2 separate regions of the Danio rerio genome follow, and region 2 is linked to region 1. A link is a contact called in public Micro-C data. All regions are on one chromosome and are shown on one strand. Each heading gives the region's core, a stretch centred on a gene start, on an enhancer-like site or on the middle of the called end of the contact. The rest is flanking DNA. Distances are from core to core; before and after follow the strand shown.

What was found. A called contact is a pair of places that touch in the nucleus more often than the background predicts.
Region 2: a Micro-C map of caudal fin shows a contact between it and region 1, with 8 times the contacts expected there. The contact joins the promoter of scaf1 here to the promoter of si:ch211-195b15.8 in region 1. A contact is called at or near these places in 7 of 18 Hi-C or Micro-C datasets (caudal fin, embryo, fibroblasts and 2 more) and 3 of 4 datasets of contacts at active chromatin or transcription factors (caudal fin, embryo and gastrula embryo).

Annotation. Positions count from the first base shown.
Region 1 is chr3:31,213,763-31,218,491 of GRCz12tu, forward strand. si:ch211-195b15.8 reads left to right here and starts at 2,158. Exons shown (of 5, transcript XM_681250.9): 1 at 2,158-2,359; 2 at 2,565-2,670; 3 at 2,802-2,961; 4 at 3,902-4,025; 5 at 4,146-4,729. The coding sequence starts at 2,578. LOC141381223 (a long non-coding RNA gene) reads right to left here and starts at 2,957. Exons shown (of 3, transcript XR_012401075.1): 1 at 2,770-2,957.
Region 2 is chr3:31,287,845-31,292,573 of GRCz12tu, forward strand. It overlaps scaf1 (SR-related CTD-associated factor 1), which reads left to right and starts at 2,102. Exons shown (of 12, transcript XM_073944590.1): 1 at 2,102-2,278; 2 at 2,853-2,906; 3 at 3,675-3,797; 4 at 3,956-4,032; 5 at 4,649-4,729. The coding sequence starts at 2,273. LOC100534937 (insulin) reads left to right here. Exons shown (of 3, transcript XM_009299616.4): 2 at 1,110-1,173; 3 at 1,176-1,368. The coding sequence ends at 1,255.

The DNA.
Region 1 (4,729 bases), core at 908-3,407:
GAAGTTTATTTATAAACTAATTTCGAGAGGATCATGCGCTTATGATTGACCACAGCTGGCCCCGCATTAGCTCACGATTGATTCTCCAATCAGACGATTCCTAACCCACTATAAAGAACCAGAGTGTCTGTATCTCAGTATCTTCATCTTGAAGAGTTCCCACTCCCCCCTCCTTTCCAGATAAGCGATACAGCGACCCAGTGATTAGCACTATTGCCTCACAGCAGGAATGTCTCTACTAAACCAGTTGACATTTCTGTATGGAGTTTGCTTGATCTCCCCATGCTCGGCTGTATTTTCCACAGGTTCTCTGGTTTCTTCCTACAGTCCAAAAAACACTCAAGTAAATCGAACATATCAAATTGATACATAGCCAAACTCTTACCAAGAGTACACCTCTACTTAGCCATCATAAGTCTGTGATTAGCTAAAAAATAAGCCAGGGGAGTTCATCGAGATCTACCTGAGCTCAAACTCCCCTCTCGCCCTGCAAGTGGGAGGGAACCAATGGCTTGAGGATCTCATAAGCTTAGGGCTTTCTCCCGGGACAGGATACCCAACAAGCTTTATCGTCAATTAACAGCCCTTCCACAATTTAAGATCTTTAATCATAGCACAATCTGTTTAGTTTAAACTTTGTCCGCTCTGCTTGGCACAGAAAGGAAATTTGTCTTTAACGCTGGTAACACATCAATCACATAAAAGAAACACTCAAGACAACAGCATAAATTAAAAATTTAAAAACACATTAGCCCCATATAATTGGTATGTAATTGCTAAACCTATTTGGTTCACAAAGTCCATGGCGTTAAATATTTTGTCCTTTTTTTCTGGGTACAAATGTCTAAACGTATTTAAGACAAGATGGGTAAACTACAGATTATCTGAGCGTACATGGTTACATTGTCATTGGGTTTTGAAATAAACCCTACTGGCAAATATTTATTTGTCCTAATGCATTTTCAGAAATCAATATTTAATTTTGCATCTCAAATATGTTGTGACTGATGAAGCTTGAGATATTTGCACTAGAAAAAGAAGTATAATTATAGAATAATAAGATACCAAGAAGTTAAACAGTCACTTTTGCAGTATGAGCTTAAGAAACAAAGTTATGCACATACTTTAGTGATTGATTCTTTTTTTAGTGGATGAGTCGTTGAGAGATGAAAGGTGTATTAGCAACATTTCAGTTTATTGAACACTGACTGGTGGTGTTCTCCTCAGTATATTGTATTTTTAGGGAACCTTAAAATATTGCAAGAGCAAAATTAAGTGTTTTTTTTTTTTAACTCTCAGGGAAAATAAACTGCAAATCAAATTAGGTCACCAGATAGGATTTATACCATACTGAGAAATAAAAGCTATTATCGAAATGTTTTTTTTTTATTATTATTATTAGATGATTAGGTTTGCATATTCAGTGTAAAAGAAAATGTTCAGTGGAGGGAGTCTGCTAAATTATTGCAAGATTAAGACAAATGTGATATTCTGTATTAGAATTGCATTACATAGTGACTATTTACAGAAATGCATTAGCATACAAGTTGCACAAATGCACATGATCAATACTGTATTTCTGCTGGGTTTGCAGCTGGAGAAATAAATTAATGTTGTGCTCCAGTCTGATCAAAACAAATGACATCATTGAAACATAAACAACGTAATTGTTTTGGGTACAGTGCACTGCGGTAGTGCTGTTTTATTATGAATATGATATAAATAGGTAAATGTGGAGCACTGAACTAAGCGTTCTGAATAATACATTTTGTTTACAACAGAAACACTGCTCCATGCGGGACGCTGCAGACGAGTTTGATATCAAAAAACATCTAGAATGATAGGAGAGTCGCAATTGACGGATTGCACACACTCCATTTGCAAAATAAACGCAGCTTGTTTCAGTCTGAAAGGCTACAGGGAGTAAAACGCGATTCATCACAATAAAAATGCCGAGGTCTTCAGGGTAAATTGATGATGGCGAACAAACAGAGCGTGCCCGCGCGCGCGTCAAAGAGCAAGCCTGCGCTCCGATTGGCTGAAAATGACATCACACTGAATTGCACTATTCTTAGCTTCTGGAAACGGGGATGACCTCATCTTTTCCTCCCTCGCGCAGGTACAGATACATACAACAACAAATAATGTTAGGAGCGCAGACAGGACGGAGAGGAGCTCGAGAACACAGCTGCTGAGAAGGCAGATCGAGTAGCTCTTTATCTTCAAGCAGATTGATAAACATACCAAACACGGTATTTGCTTCTGCAGTTTGTGCTGCAGACAGAGCCGCAGCCGCTTCGCTGGACTTTTGCAAGCTTTTTAGATTTCCTGCGCGTTCTGCTGGTTTATAACTGAACTGGTGAGTACCAGCTTTTAAGTTTACTGTAAATAAACATAACTTGTTGTATAACCATGGTAAAAATATATTTATTAAAACTTTAATTTCAGGCCCTTTTAGGGGATTATGTCAGTCTGTTTACTGCGTCATAGACCCACTCAGTAATTCTCTGTGTATTTAGCATTTCTATATTGTTTCATGCTAAATAAACATTCTCTTATTTTAGATCAAATCTAGAGATGGTGTTCTACAGGGACGGTCAGTCTGAGCGGCCACCGCTGTCGCGTATTCTGCCGCATCTCTACCTTGGTGCAGAGACTGACGTAACGCAGGTATATTTACAATTCTCAAATTATTCATAAGTATTGCTGTCATATAATAACAATGCATTTGTTCTCATTGGTGTTTTCTGTGCACAGCATGCGACTTACTTTCTCACTATAATCCGCTTTTCGCACTACAGGATGGATTGTCCGACCGAGGCATTTCATACGTGCTAAGTGTGAGCCGATGTTGCCCACAGCCGTCCTTTCTGCCCCAGTCCCAGTACCTCCGTATCCCGATCGACGACTCCCTGCGGGATGACTTGCTTCCCTGGATCCCTCAGGCGCTGCACTTCATTGGTGAGGGACCTGCAAGCCCACTGCTTACATCAGCCTAGATTTGCATCCTAAATGCATTACATCATTAATACTTTTAGCGATGGTTAACAAACGCATGACTATTGAAATAGATTTTGATTCTATATACACTACCAGTCAAAAGTTTGGGGTCAGCAGGGGTTTTAAATGTTTTAAAATAGGTTTATCCTGCTCACCAAGGCTGCATTTATTTCATCACAAATACAGTACAAATTGTGAAATGTTATGCACTATAAAATAACTGTTCAAAAGTAATTTATCATTTATTTCAGTGATTTTATCGATAGATTTTTAGCTTTATTACTCCAGTTCACTTAGTCACTTGATCCTTCAAAAAGCACTCTAATATTAATTAATAATATTATTAGTAGTATTATTATTATTAATGGTAATAGTAATAAAAGCAATATTAATATTTCAAAATTCATTTGAAACTACATACAACAAGAAAGCAGTTATTTAAAATTGTAATAAATATTCAACAATTTAACATTTTTTACATTTAATAAATGCCCCCTTCATAATAAACAGAATAATTAAAAACTAAATAAATAATTAAATAAATTAAAAGATCACAAACCGATCATATTTATCTATAAAGTACTTTTTTTTTCTTGCAAAAAAATTGTTAGTAAACATCCCAAAGCTATTAGCTGAGTTTGTATGAATACATAAACAAGTTTTATTCCTGTCAATACCAAAAATATGACTTAAAACAATGTTGAAATAAGCAGTTCAGAAAGAATGAAAACAAAGATTGCTTTGGCCTGATTTTTGTCTAAATTACATCCGTTTGTTGTTTGAATGCTTTTGGCATTTTTTTGGCATTTTTTTTTTTTTTTTGAGTTTCATGGTTAAGCTGTATTTAATTTCTCCCTGTGTGCATAATATTTCATTAACATAATCAACTGATCTGTTTTAGATGGGGCCATGTCAGCTGGCTGCTCAGTCCTGGTTCACTGTGCTGCAGGAATCTCTCGCTCTCCTGCGCTTGCTGTGGCCTACGTCATGTACAGCCTAAAAATGGATCTGGATCATGCATACAGGTAATGTGCATCTGCTGCTGTTTATATGTGCATCTTCTGTTATTGAGATTTTTTGATTGAAACTGGTGATGTCAACAAGAATGATTAACTAATAATATCAATATCTGATCATTGCTTTAGGTTTGTGAAAGAACGCAGACCTACAATTTCACCCAACTTTAATTTCCTGGGGCAGCTGCAGCTCTTTCAGGGGACTCTTTCTTTGAAGAATAATAAGTCAAACCTTCACGCTCTGGATAACTGCCCTCAGCCCACCAGTGAAAAACACAACAGCAGTTCCACAGCGCCACTGTTAACTAACTTGAACCTTCAGAACAACATGGACAACAACTGTATTATTAATGGACGCACTGAGGATTCCAAAGCAAACATGCACTGTGAAAACAAAAACAGCCAGCAGGAGAATGTTCAGAGTCGAGGTCAAGACTACAAGCTGCTGAAGCCTGAGTTTACCTTATCTCTTTCAGACAAGCTCAGCGCACTCACTCTCCGCACAAATCCTGCAGAGGTACAAAGACCGGCCAACGTCACATCTCAGACACAGCAAGATGCACCAAAGTCCATCCTAGCTAAGCCTACTCACCTTCAGATTCCATCTCTAGCAGAGAAACGCAAAAGCCTTACCCTTTCCCTGACGCCAGCGAGTGCAGTTCCTCAGACTCCCCAGAAGGGGTCATCAGTAAACAGTTGTGATTTAAAGCAAA
Region 2 (4,729 bases), core at 852-3,351, 74 kb after region 1:
TTAGTCCAGACAAGAAGTTGAGGTCCCAACAACACACAGAATGTCAGCAAAGTGCAACGCAGTGCTTTCTGACTGTGTTTGTGCTGTTGGGACCTCAGTTTCTTGTCTGGACTACAATTTTCTCTTTAGAATCTTCCTCATCATTTTTTTTGATTCTGCTAAATAGTTTAATAAACATTTCAGTTCCAGAAAAGTAGAATTTTCTGCCTATTATTTTGATATGTCAGGTCTTACAGAAGAACAACCAATAAAATATGCATTAAAAGAAGGTTAAATGGATAAATTCAGAGTGAGAAAATGAGCTGTCTAGTTTGTTGTTCGCTGGCTAGAGTTTTAATTTAAAACAAGTTTTAACGGATTGGCAATTTTCTATTGTTATTGTTTGTTGTTTATGATGGATGATAATAAATTCATTCATTCATTCATTTTCTTGTCGGCTTAGTCCCTTTATTATTCTGCGGTCACCAGAGTGGAATAAACCGCCATGATAATAAATAAGCATTAAAAAATTTGTATTTTTTCATATTTATAAAATTCTAATCTTATTACATTATATATGAAACTAAAATAACCACAGTTTAAACAAGTTTTCAAGCATCAAAACAATAAAAGATCAATTTAAGAGATCAGATCAAATTAATTCAGATCAAATTATTAAGGATATTTAATTGATTATCTTTTCAGACTTTCTGTTCCAAATTCAACCTCAAAATATATACAACACTGATTCATTTTTGTAAACAATTAGCAATGTAATGCATCATTTTACATATCTATTATGCTGAATGATGTTGAAACATTTCACATGCATTTTGACTTTATTTAGACAAAACAATGTATTTAAATAAAGTAAACGCGTTTATTATGCATATACAGGTTTCCGACCTCTTTGATTTGATCTCCCCGAAGACCATATAAAATGTCACAATGTCTCTTGTCTCACTCGCAGAGTGTACAGCAGAGTAGTCAACATTCCTTGGAATATTAAATGTATAGCGTTATGCATGCATGGTTTACCCGTTTTGGAGCCTTTTTGGTGACAACCAGTCATTGATAACACTCTTTCCACAGGCATCATGATTAGAAACAGCGCCACCTTCCTGCAGTAGAGTGGAGAGAGAGACGCGTTTGAGAAGAGGGGCATTGTGGAGCAGTGCTGTCATTTTTCTTCTGCGATGACCTGGAGAATTACTGTAACACAAAGAAATCACCAGTGCTACTTCTGCATATACTTCACCTGAGTAATGATAACTAGAACCTATTAAGTGCCGCAGGTTTGAGCCTGTTTGGATGTGATCAGGAGTAAATGAGGGTTTATTTGAAATGTTACACAATGGATATGTTTCCAATAAAACAAATGCAAACATATATAGCTGTTTGCTTTTATTGGCACAAACAAGTCTGCCCTTATGAAGATGAACTGATTTCATTACAATACAACCATAAAACCATGGTTATTGTACATGTTAACCACAAAATCATCACAGTTTTGCTGCAGTAGCCACAGTTTAACCATATTTGTTATATAAATATGTTCATACAGATGAAAACATGGCTACTACACTTTTGCTTTAATAAATGCATGGTCAATGATTACAATAAATAAGTCAAGACTGGTCATTACTTAAATTATTATTGCATTCATGCAGCTCATGCAGTAAAAGCAACATTAAAGGGTTATCATTGGTTTGACTTTGCATGATTATGTATGGCAGCATCTTAGGCTAATTTTGATTAAACAAAAGCACTTGCCAAGTATCAAACGGAATAACTTGTGATTCTTGAAAATTATCAATAGGCTTTTAATATTTCGATGGTAAAATGATATAACAATTTAGTTTAACTAAGAATCTAAAATCTTCCAACCATTAAAGACTCATTTTAAATTAGGAGAATTGTGCTGCTTTGTAAACATCAGATTTAAACAATCACAATTTCAGTCCAGCAAGACTGTTCTCGGTTATTGTCGAGATTTTCTATTTACTACAGTTTTTCTCATACATCACACACACGCAGACATTTTTTTTTATTTCCGATTTACGTCGTCGCCAAAGAAGACGTCTTTGATGAAAAACTACATTTCCCATAAGCCCGTGCCGGCAGTTTCGGTAGGGAAAGCAAAATGGCGGAATCGGATGGGATGGGCCTCTTATTGTGTTCCTAAAAAAATGTTTCGTGCCTCTGAATTCTGTTTTAAAGTTATCAAAAACACCGCTGAGGGATTTAGCAGGTTCTCAGCTTTGGAATTCACTAGCCGATTCACCTCTGCGCCATGAAGGTAAGTGGCTCTTGTAGCTTGTCTAACTTAGCTAGCAAGCTAACCTCTGTGGTCGACACATTTTTAGCCAGTCAATTATTTCAGCGAGTGCGCGGTGTTTTCCTAAAATTCAACACTGAGATGAAAATGAGTTTGCAATGCTAATTTTATTCAGAGTTAGCTGTATGGCACTGGCGCTTAATCTTAATTAAAGATATATACGCATAGGCAAAATGCTTCAGTAACGTTACAACGTTAGATAACGTTAGCTAGATAGATCTACAGATATATAGACAGATAACAAGCATCGTCTTGTAGCATCACCTTAAATCAATTTCATCCAGTGATCGCGATCAATGATGTCAGAGGGTCGAGATCCAAAGGCATTGAGTTGAATGTCAACACAAGCTTTCTGTTAAGTTACCCGAGTGATCAAGCTTCCCCGAGAGGTCTTCAAGTTAAAGACCGAGATTTAATGCCTAAGTAGGTTAATATATTCCCCGGGTTTTAGTTTATTGGCATGTGCAAGCGCAGCTTTATGGTATCTCGAGCGAATGTTTCAGATCTTTGTTATGGTGTTGTCTGCTGTGTGTAGATGGGAACAGATGGACAGGCTGAAAAGGATGAAGCAGATGTTGTGCCAGGAGAGGTGAGTGTCTTATGAAGCGAGATAAAGCTACTTGTTTGTGCAGGAGCAAGTTGGATGCTTACTGTAAATAAATAATTAGAGTGTGCGTTTAAGTTTTATTGGAGTGAATGTTCAGGTCATATTTTTTTTCCATGTACAAATGACCAATTCCAAACCACATTGGTCTTAACGACAATTAATTTTCTATGTCAATGATGTTTAAATTTTTCGATCAGGATTGGAAGTGTGAAACATCTTATTTTCATGTGCAAATAATTGTGAGGGAGCTTTTCTTGTGCAGCACAAATAGTTAAAAGTTTGATTTGTTTCACTTTGAAAAGTCAGTAATGTACATGAGAAGGATTCTGTTCTATAGAAACTGTCGAATTATGAACTGTTGAACCAAGAATTATACAGGACATGGGCTATCTCTGCTACCGGTTTTCCCCATTTGTCTTTAAAAGTAACGTTTCACACAGACATGATGTTCCCCAAAAAATGACCCACACCGAAGAAGAATCACAAGATTATTTGCTATATATGTAATGATAAAGAGTTGAACTCTCACAACTTATTGCCTGATTTAGAAATCAAATCTTCAAATAATGATACAAAAGAAATGAGAAACGAAAGAGTAATTTGTTTGGTGTAATTCTAATTTATACTTATTATCTTGTGTGTTGTGTTGTGTTTAAGGATTCTTTAATCTATTCATTTATTTGGTTATTGTCATGTTTAAGTATTATTTACCATTACACTCATTCTTGAATGTGCTTTTCTGTCTTGTAGTCACAGACTGAACAATCTCCTAATGAAGAGGAGGAAGTGGAGTCTAAAACAGACAGAAGGACACTTGGCTTAAGATGTTTCCAAGGAAACAGAGAGACCTCAGAGGATGAGCCTAGTGAACTGGTAAAGTAAAATCATTTTGACCATTTGCATAACCATAAGTTGCTGCGTTAAGCTTAACTACTTGTAGATGTTGTATGCATTGTCTGTCTGAAATTTACCCAGTGTGGATTAAGTCATATTAGGTAATTGAAATGTTTTTTTGTTTTACACTTTTGTAGGGTGCTGCAGCTGTTGCTTCTTCTGAGCCTGTGTTTCTTGTGCCTCAGCTAAGCTCACATCCTCAGTTTCTGGGCTGGTAAGAATTATTATATTATAATTGAGGCCATAAAGTAAAAAAAATAGCTTGATAATAGCTGCGGATGTCCTATCCATACTGGACTTAATTAGCTATTTAAGTGGTCGTATTTTAAATGCAGATACATGAGGGATGTGCTTTTACATTGCTATAAATTGTGCTTCATTATATTAGATCACACAGTAATATCTGTAAATTACTAGAACATATTTACCAGTAAATATAAAATGTGCTGTTCGCACAACTGAATTCTGGAAATTTATTGGTAATGTTACCAGCTTTCATAATAATTTATCTAGCATTTTTAAAAATAATATACTTCTTGTCAGTTGATAGACTTCCACTAGTTCTGTTAGGTCAGTGCAATTTTGTCATTTTAGTCTGTTTAAACAAAGACTTTGACAAATAATATTTGCTCTAAATTTGTTTAACTTGAATTGTTCATTTTCAATTTTGTTGTTGCAATAGTGAAAATTACTTGCAGTGCAAGTTAAATTCAGAACTACTAACCTAACCATTTTATTGCATGTTTTGTATTATATTATGTAATTTTAAAAAATTAAGATAATGTATGTATGTGTATATATATAATTATTATCATTTTTATCACCTTCAGCGATTTTGATGTGGAGTTAACCGCAGAAGTGAAAGTAGATGATGGTGCATCTCTTGCTTTGTTGACATCTGTTACCCCAAA